Linked DNA regions of Mus musculus: region 1 is linked to region 2. Evidence: chromatin contacts called from public HiChIP or PLAC-seq data. All regions are on one chromosome and are shown on one strand. The core of a region is the stretch at or near the end of the contact, and the rest is flanking DNA. Distances in the headings are between cores, read along the strand shown.

Region 1 (4,577 bases), core at 730-3,229, 72 kb before region 2:
GGCTGCAGAGGAGGGAAGGCTTGGCTAAGGCTCAGTGGCCAGCACAGGTGTGACCTGATTAGCTCTCAACCAATGTCCTGCAGCAGCGGACAGTTCTGTCTGCTGGAGAGGAGATTTTTGTGAGGAACAGGAAGGAGGTAAAGGTGCTGCCATCACGTGACAGCTATCAATCAGCTCTGGAAGAAAACATTCTGGATTGTTCGAGCCACGCTCAGAAGCTCTGCTGCCCTACATAGTTTTGTTTGTTTTCGTGATGTATTTTGACTAAATTTCAGGGTTGACTACAAAGAAGGTTGAAGAGTTTCTGGACTCCCTTAGGTCAGGAATGGAGAGAGGTTCCTATTTCTTGCCCGTATTGAGTTCAAATTGAGCACCAAAAGTCACTCCATGAGACATTGCCTCCTCTTGGTCATTCTAAGACATTCCTGCCTCCTTGAGCCAGGTTTTATTTTTTATTTTTTGGTTTCCCGAGACAGGGTTTCTCTGTATAGACCTGGCTGGCCTCTCCTTCCAAATGCTGGGATTAAAGGCGTGTGCCACCACACCCGGCTAATTCTTGCTTGTTAAGGTCTCTGTGTCCTTTGGTGACAGAGAATCACCAATTCACAGAATGAATCCCAGACTGGCCCCAATTTAACACGGGTGCGAATACCTTAATGCCGAGTACACGGCTTAGAGTCTTGTATAAGGAAGACTTAAGTCTTTGTAAAATGAAAGTGGTGTGGGAAGCATACTTTTAAGTTGGTGGGGTGGATGGGAAAATCTTTAGGTCCCAAAGTTTAGGGAGAACAGGAGGTCTGAATCAGGGCCTTAAAATAAGGGAAATTGGCAACAAGGGATTGACGCTCTGGTAAGGATGAGGGGGAAGTGCTGCCTGGCTGGCTGCAGACTGCAGAGCAGGAGAGGTACCTGGGGTGTTTACTAAAATGGGTACACCTGAGCCAGATGCTTAGGCTCAGAAGTCTGTATAAACATAAACAGGAAATCCCAGAGAACCTGGAGGTGGTTGAGTAGGAGGAGGTGGGAGTTGTAGTGGTAGGTGGGGTCTGGTGATTAACCCCTCTGTGGGAGTTTGGAGGGTGCTGTGTCATAGCTTTGTTGTCATAGAGACCACCTCTTCCGGTCTTCTCTGCCCATTGTTCACCTTTCCAGGTGGGAGCTCAACGCCATGACCACCAACAGCAATATCAGCCGCCCCATTGTCTCCTCCCATGGCTAGGAAGTTTATGCTGCCTCCCCTACTGAGCCCTCTCTTGTCTTCATTGCCCCTGCCCTTCTCACCCGCCTGCCCCTTTGGACCCTGGACTCGGTATACCTCCACGTGGAGTTGATGGACTAGAGGTGTTTTCTGTGCTGTGAATTCAGTGGGGAGTTTTTTGGGGGAGGGCATTTCCCTCCCTCCTTGGGCCGAGGGCCCCTTCCCTTGGTGCTCTGTCCCCATCCACCTCCCTCCACCGCTCCTGGGCCTTTGCTCTGCCCCAGTCTGGCTGGGTAGCCAGGCTGTGTGTGCTGGAAAGGGACAGGAGTGGGAGAAGCCAGCAGTGTTGGAGCCTCAGGAGCCTCCCTCTCCCCATGACCACCCTCTCCCTGCTTGAGCATCGCCCGGGAGCTGAGAGGAGCCTCGGCTGTTGGCATGAAACCCCCTCCCCAACCCGCGGTGGTGGGGACCAACAGACAGCTTCACCCTTCCTTGAGCTGTTGCTGTACCCCTGAAGCTCAGGCAGCTCTGACTTTATAAAACCTAAAACCTCCAAACGTGTCCTATTTCTGGCGACTACGATAGAGGGGTGGAGGCAAAGGGGCCACCCTTGCGGTTCTGGCTTCAGGGCCAAGCATCTGAAGAAATCCGATGCCACTGAGCCTGGCAGCCTCTCCGCAGACGTGAAGTTCTACGGCTGCGGGGCGGTGCTTCTGGCAGAACCCTCAGCACATTGGCTCAGGCTTCCGGAAAGGGTGGGACGTGGGACCTCGTCGTGAGCGGAAGTCGTGCAAGTTTTCAGCCCGGACTACGGAAGACATGCGGAAGGCTGGTTCTAGGGCTAGGGCTGAGGCCGAAGGTCCTCACCGTGCTATGGAGGGCGGGGAGGTGACTGGCGACCGGCTGAAGGGTGAGGACCTAAGGCTGGGGTGAGCGGGAGGCGTTTGGCTGCGGGAACAGAAGCCGCCCGAGTGCCGCGGTTCAATGGAGGCCGAGAGGAGCGGGTGCTTCCCGCTTTACGACTTTGGGAGAAGTTTCGTGGTTTGGTTTGGTTTGGTTTGGAACATGGCGGTGGGCGGGGTACGGAGGGCGGGGATGTCTCATAATGTGGCCCAGGCCAGTTTCGAACTCTTGGCCGCCCTGCCTTATTACCAAGTGCTGGGTTTATAGGTCTTAAGTCTCCGGGCCAGGCCTGGGCATATTCTTAAAGGGAGGATTTGGGTTCTTCCTAAGTCTAGTAGGGCGGGATGCGACTAACTAAACTGTATGCGTGCACTTGGAAATAAAGAATAACCAAACAGCAAAGCAAAAAGTTCGTTGTCGGTCCACTTAACCTCTAGAAAAGGGTATTTAGCCAGGCGGGTTAGTACACGCCTGACCAGCACTCGGGAGGCAGAGGCAGCCAGATTCCTGTGCACTCCAAACCAGCTTGGTCTACATATTCCAGTGATTCTCGACTTTCCTAATGCTGTGACACTGGTGACCCCAACCATAAAGTTATTTTGTTGCAACTTCATAACTGTGATTTTTGCTACTGTTATGAATAGTAATATAAATATGTTTTCTGATGGTCGTAGGCAACCCCTGTGAAAGGGGCTTTGGACACCTTCCCCAAAGGAGTTGAGACTCAGGTTGAGACCCTTTGACACAGTGACTTCCAAGCTGAGGGAGATGGAAGCCACTGGAGAGCTTTGAGTTCAGAATACCATGAAAATTAGCACAGGGAGGGATAAATCAGACTCTTTTTTACTATGCAAAAATAAATAGGTTCTGGCCAGGAGGTGGTGGCACATGCCTTTTTAATCTCAGAGCTCTAGAGGCAGAGGCAGGCAGAGCTCTGAGTTTGAGGCCAGCCTGATCTACAGAGGAAGTTCCAGGACAGCCAAGGCTACACAGATCCTGTCTAGCAACATTACAGAGTAGCACCTTGGCGACCAGTGCTGCCTAGCAAGTAAGGATGGTCTTTGCTATGTATCTGATGTGTGTGTGTGTGTGTGTGTGTGTGTGTGTGTGTGTGTGTGCGCGCGCGCGCGCGCGCTTGTGCAAGTATACGTACATGTGTGTGTCTTACAAAGTGGACGTGGAGCTCAGAAGACAGCTTTGGTCAGTCTGTCCCCTCCCTACACCATGTGACTCCAGGCTCTAACTTAGGTGGTCCAGCCTGGCAGGGCGTTCTTTTCATATTCTGAACCTAGCCCGATGAAGACTTTTCCTGCAGTGGGGAGGTACTGACCGGAGTTGTGTGACCTTTTCCTGCAGCAGACACATCTGACATGTCATTTGAGGAGCTGTTGAGATTACAGGGCCAAGGGAGACCCAAGGCACACAAACAATTGGTAGCTGGAAACAGCACTAGAACGCGAAGCCCCCAACAACCCGTGTGTGTCGCCGATAAGCACCGGTGAGGACCAAAGCCTGCCCACAGAGTTAAAACTTCCCCGGGACTTTGACAGATGTCTGTTACCTTCCTCCAAGACGGCAGTGCACTTACCCCCGGCCTTTCATTTCTCCTCAGGCCTCTGGAAATGTCAGCTAAAGTCCGGGTGCCATTCTTACGTCAGGTGGTGCCCATCAGTAAAAAGGTGAGGAAAGAGCAGGGAACAAGGACTTCCTTGGAGACAGGAGACTTAAACAAGCGGATTATATTCTCTCTGTGTTTTGCAAAGGTCGCCCGAGACCCCCGCTTTGATGATCTGTCAGGGGACTATAACCCTGAAGTGTTTGACAAAACTTACCAGTTCCTGAATGATATCCGAGCCAAAGAGAAGCAGGTGTGTAGTGTGAGGCTGCTCTGTGTACACGTGGAGGGGGAACCGACTGCATGCTGGCCCCTCGGGAGGAGGAAGCGGGAAGCGTGCTGGGGGGTAGATCTTTGGCTGTAAGTTGGTTCGTCGGTTTTATGGCTGTGCTCACGTTGGCTTCCCTCCGTTTCCTTCAGTTATTTTTTAAGTTGATAGTAGTCATTACTAACGCCTGTGGGATAGGACGGCATGTCAATACATAATTATTAAAGTAACTGCCGTAGCCGGGCGGTGGTGGTGCACGCCTTTGATCCCAGCACTCAGGAGGCAGAGGCAGACAGATTACTGAGTTCGAGGCCAGCCTGGTCGACAAAGTGAGTTCCAGGACAGCCAGGGCTACACAGAGAAACCCTGTCTTGAAAAAAGCCAAAAAAAAAAAGTAACTGCCATACTATCACCTCTCATGTAGTCATTGTTTCAATTTGGAACTGTCAGAATCCTCTCATTGGCTGTTTTGAAATACTCAATTAAGCTAGGCTCAGTGGCACTCGTCTATAATCTATGATCCAGCTACTTTGGGAACTGAGGAAGGAAGGTAGAGAATTTAAAGCTACCCCAGGCCATGAAACCTCATCTCC
Region 2 (4,249 bases), core at 1,440-3,939:
CAGATCTGCAGGGGCAGTTAGTTAGTAGGGTTAGTTGGGATCTGGGGCCAATGCTACAGACACAGGAAGCCTTCCATTTGTGTGCTCACGCCTGCTCTTCTCTTGTTTCTCTTGTCCGTGTGTCTCTCTCATCTGTTATCCGTCTTGTCCCATTTTTTTTCTTTGTCCCTTCCTCTTCCAGTTTCTCAGTTTTTCTGTCCTCTCTCTCAGCTCTGTTGTCACTCAGCTCCCCACCCCCACCCTGTCCCCTCTTGTCTCTCCCTCTGTCTCTGCCCCTCGTTCCTGGCTTTGCAGTTCTGTAAAGCGATCCTCTAAGAACGGAGGGACACTTACGTAAGCCAGATCTCCAAGCCTCCCAGACCCCAACTTATAAGCTGGCAGAATAGGCACAGAATAAAAACCTTAGGTCTTTTAGTCGCTCTGAAGAGCTTTTTTTCTCTTGGGCTGCGTGTGCATGTGTGAGCTCATGTGTGTATGCAAATTTATGCATGTGCATGCATGTGTGCGTGCAATTTCTGTTTTTATGGTGCTTGTGGCCAGGGTAGGCCGTCCTAGATCAAAGACGTCTGGCCGTGAGCTGCATGTTTTTGGTACTTTTAAAAATAATTTTAAGGAGTTGTTTCTATTCCTTCTTTTTTTTTTTTTTTTTTTTTAAAGGCGTGCGCCACCACATCCGGCTAACTCTTTTTTTATTAGATATTTTCTTCATTTACATTTCAAATGCTATCCCGAAAGTCCCCTATATCCACCACCCCACCCCCCATCTTCAACTCTTTTTTTTTTTTTTAAGATTTATTTATTTATTATATATAAGTACACTGTAGCTGTCTTCAGACACTCCAGAAGAGGGCGTCAGATCTTGTTACAGATGGTTGTGAGCCACCATGTGGTTGCTGGGATTTGAACTCTGTACCTTCGGAAGAACAGTCAGGTGCTCTTACCCACTGAGCCATCTCACCAGCCCTCTATTCCTTCTTTATCTGTTGATTTTTTTTCATCTGTTGTTACTGATTTAGAAATTGAAATCCTTATCCTGCCATCTTTAGCCCAGAATGCATTTTCTAGATGATATGTATATTTTGGGGGTTGGGGGGAGGGCGATAACTACCTTTTATTCAACTATGCGGATTCCAGGCATTGAGCTCAGGTCATCAGACTTGGTGATATAAATATTTTAAAGCTTATTATTTATTTTATGAATGTGAGTACACCATTGCTGTCTTCAGACATCCTAGAAGAGAGCATCAGATCTCATTACGGGTGGTTGTGAGCCACCATGTGGTTGCTGGGAATTGAACTCAGGGCCTCTGGAAGAGCAGTCAGTGCTCTTAACCTCTGAGCCATCTCTCCAGGCCTAAATGATAATAAGTTTTTTTGTTTGTTTGTTTGTTTGTTTTTTTGGTTTTTCGAGACAGGGTTTCTCTGTATAGCCCTGGCTGTCCTGGACCTCACTTTGTAGACCAGGCTGGCCTCGAACTCAGAAATCCGCCTGCCTCTGCCTCCCAAGTGCTGGGATTAAAGGCCTGTGCCACCACTTGTTTAAGTAAAGTAGTGAGATACCACAGAGATGGCCCAGTGGTTAAGGGCACTGCTGTTCTTTTAGAGGCACTAAGGTCTGTCCCCAGCTCCCAGTCAGTGGCCCACAGCTGACAGTTACTCCAGCTCTAGGAGTCTGACACCCTCTCCTGGCCTCTGTGGGCACCTGCGCTCACATTGCATACAAACACACACAGACACCTAAATACAAAATTAAAAAATGAACACACTGGATCCTCTGGAACTGGAATTACTTTAAGGATGGTAGTGAGCCTCCATGCGGGTGCTGAGAAGGGAACCTGGGTCCTCTGCAAGAGCAGCCAGTGGCCTCCCTGTTAAGGCATTGCTCCAGCCTAGTGAGTGGTGAGGTGTTGGCCTGGCATGCACAAGACTATAAGGTTTAATCCCTAGCATTGCTGAGAGAACAAAAGAAACAAAAACAAAAAACAAAACAAAACAAAAAACCCAAGTCATTTGTAATGTGGTTAAGAGTTTGTAATGTCAGCAGTATGGTGACATCTATAAGGAGCCACAGTGTGTCTGAAGAAGTCCAATGGCTTGACTGTGATCACGCAGCTGGCCCATCCAGGCCTTAGATGAACCTTCAGTCCTGTATTGGAGCTGCGTTTATGACACATTGCAAGGCTTTGCCCACCTCTCCTGTACATTTGTCAGCATTTTCCAGGCCCGTGGAAGCAGAAGTGGCAGAAAAGACAGTGTTTGGTGGCACGGGCAAGGGTTCCACGCACCATCCTACCCCTGCCCGCCCCCTCCCAGGACCCTCACCCAGAGTCTTGGGGGCCAGGAATCTAATAACCTTGCCTCAAACCATCAGCCCTTCCAAGCGGCCTCGTTTTTTGTTTTCCCTTCGATCTGCATTCTTCCCTTTGTGTCCCAGGTTGTCTTTTAGGTCTTTGGGGAAGTGCCCCCTAAGACCACTGCCTGGGGGGGGGGGGGGGGAAGGGCTGGCCCAGAAGCAGCTGTTGGTAAAGACAGGTGGATGAGTCTTCTCTGGGAAGGAAGGCGGGCTGAGTGTGGCCCTGACTCCTGGACCCTACCTCTAAAGGACAGCCCAGCTGCTGAGGGGCGCCTCAGCCTCCTGCACATATGTTTGACATCACTGCACGTCCCGGCCACGTGGCAGATGCCGCTTGCCACAGGCCTTCCACATCATGACATAGCAAAGCCATTTCCTCACATTCCGCTGCCTTGGCTGCTCGGGAAGTGGTTTGCAGAACATTTCTAAATATAAAAATAGGAGACTAATGATGCTCATGTCCCTTTGAAGCCAGCTGAGGTCCAGCCTCTCAGACGGCTTTTGGAGCAAAGAGGATGGAGAGCAGGAGAGGCAGGGCTGGGATGTGTGGGGCCCCGAGGATACCCAGACACAGGCTGGGGTGTGTGGGGCCCCGAGGATACCCAGACACAGGCTGGGGTGTGTGGGGCCAGGGTGTTGAGGCCCTGAAGATACCTAGACAGTTGGGGGAAACAGGAGATCCTCTGCATGTAAGGAGGAAGGTATGTTGTAAAGATTGAAATTCAGGCTGTGGACACCTATGCTCAGCTACCTACTTAAAAAATTTTTTTTGTTTGTTTTCTAGACAGGGCTTCTCTGTAACACTGACTGTCCTGGAACTTGCTCTGTAGATCAGGCTGGCCTCAAACTCTACCTGCTTCTGCCTCCTTAGTGCTGGGGTTAAAGGTGTGAACTACCATCAAGTGGCTTTAAAAAATGATTTGTATTGCACAGGAGAGATGACTCAGCGGTTAAGAGCGCTGGCTGCTCTTCCGGAGGTCCTGAGTTCAATTCCCAGCAACCACGTGGTGGCTCACAGCCATCTGTAATGGGATCTGATGCCCTCTTCAGCTACAGTCTTAAGATGAGCTAAGGGTGTGTGTGTGTGTGTGTGTGTATTAAATCTTTTAAAAAATAATTTGTATTGAGACAGTCTCACTGTAGCCCTGGCTGTCATGGAACTTGCTATGTGGATTAAGATGACCTTGAACTCACAGAGATCTTCCTGCTTCTGCCTCCTGAGTTTTGGGATTAAAGGTGTGTGCTCCCACATGCTACTGGTGGCTGTTATTATCACTTTAAGATTTGTTTTTATGCCTGTGTATCTGTATCTGTGGGGTGTGTGTGTGTGTGTGTGTGTGTGTGTGTGTGTGTGTGTGAGTGATGTATGGTGTGTGTGGGGGTGAGTGTGCCCACGAAGGTAGAGGAGGCATCAGGTTTCCTGGAGCAGCTTGATGTGGGTGCTGGGAACTGAACTTGGGTCCTTTGGAGGAGCACCATGCTCTCTTTAACTACAGAGGCATCTTTTCCTCTCTCTAAAAAGGAACACTTTTTTCTCCTGCCCAAACTCAACAGTCCATTAGTCACTTGGGGAGGACAGCAGGGTGTGGATGCAGGCCCAGGAAGGGAGCTTCAAAACAATGGAATTGGGAGTGAGAGCTGAAGTACAGAAGACACAATGTAAAGCAGTCTACATAAGTTAAAAATATCCAGTCTAGAGGGGCTGGAGAGATGGCTCAACAGTTAAGAAAGAGCACTGGCTGCTCTTCCAAAGTCCCCAGGTTCAAATCTCAGCATCCCCATGACAGTTCACAACTGTCAGTAATTCCAGTTACAAAACACCAATGTAAATCTAAACAAAAACAAACAAACTTGTTTCGGGGTTGAGAAGTTGGTCCAGCTTTTAGGAGCGCTGAC

Evidence for each region. HiChIP or PLAC-seq counts read pairs in DNA pulled down with a chosen protein or histone mark.
Region 1: an H3K27ac HiChIP or PLAC-seq map of the HPC-7 cell line shows a contact between it and region 2, with 5 times the contacts expected there. The contact joins the promoter of Rrp36 here to the enhancer-like site in region 2. A contact is called at or near these places in 6 of 39 promoter capture datasets (the HPC-7 cell line, embryonic stem cells, macrophages and 2 more), 2 of 484 Hi-C or Micro-C datasets (LSK cells and nephron progenitors), 6 of 115 datasets of contacts at active chromatin or transcription factors (the HPC-7 cell line, embryonic fibroblasts, embryonic stem cells and 1 more) and 1 of 9 other capture datasets (adipose tissue).

Annotation. Positions count from the first base shown.
Region 1 is chr17:46,671,728-46,676,304 of GRCm38.p6, reverse strand. It overlaps Rrp36 (ribosomal RNA processing 36 homolog (S. cerevisiae)), which reads left to right and starts at 1,979. Exons shown (of 7, transcript NM_144857.2): 1 at 1,979-2,108; 2 at 3,458-3,599; 3 at 3,714-3,780; 4 at 3,865-3,969. The coding sequence starts at 2,018. Klhdc3 (kelch domain containing 3) reads left to right here. Exons shown (of 12, transcript NM_027910.3): 12 at 1,153-1,755. The coding sequence ends at 1,219.
Region 2 is chr17:46,600,846-46,605,094 of GRCm38.p6, reverse strand. The region is part of intron 1 of Ptk7 (PTK7 protein tyrosine kinase 7); the gene reads left to right. Among named protein-coding and RNA genes, the nearest start is that of Ptk7, 27 kb to the left of the region's middle. Within about 2 kb of position 2,689, at least 48 of the 459 cell types and tissues checked have an H3K27ac peak or open chromatin away from gene starts, as enhancers often do. A contact at or near this core is called in the HPC-7 cell line and LSK cells, where this site is marked.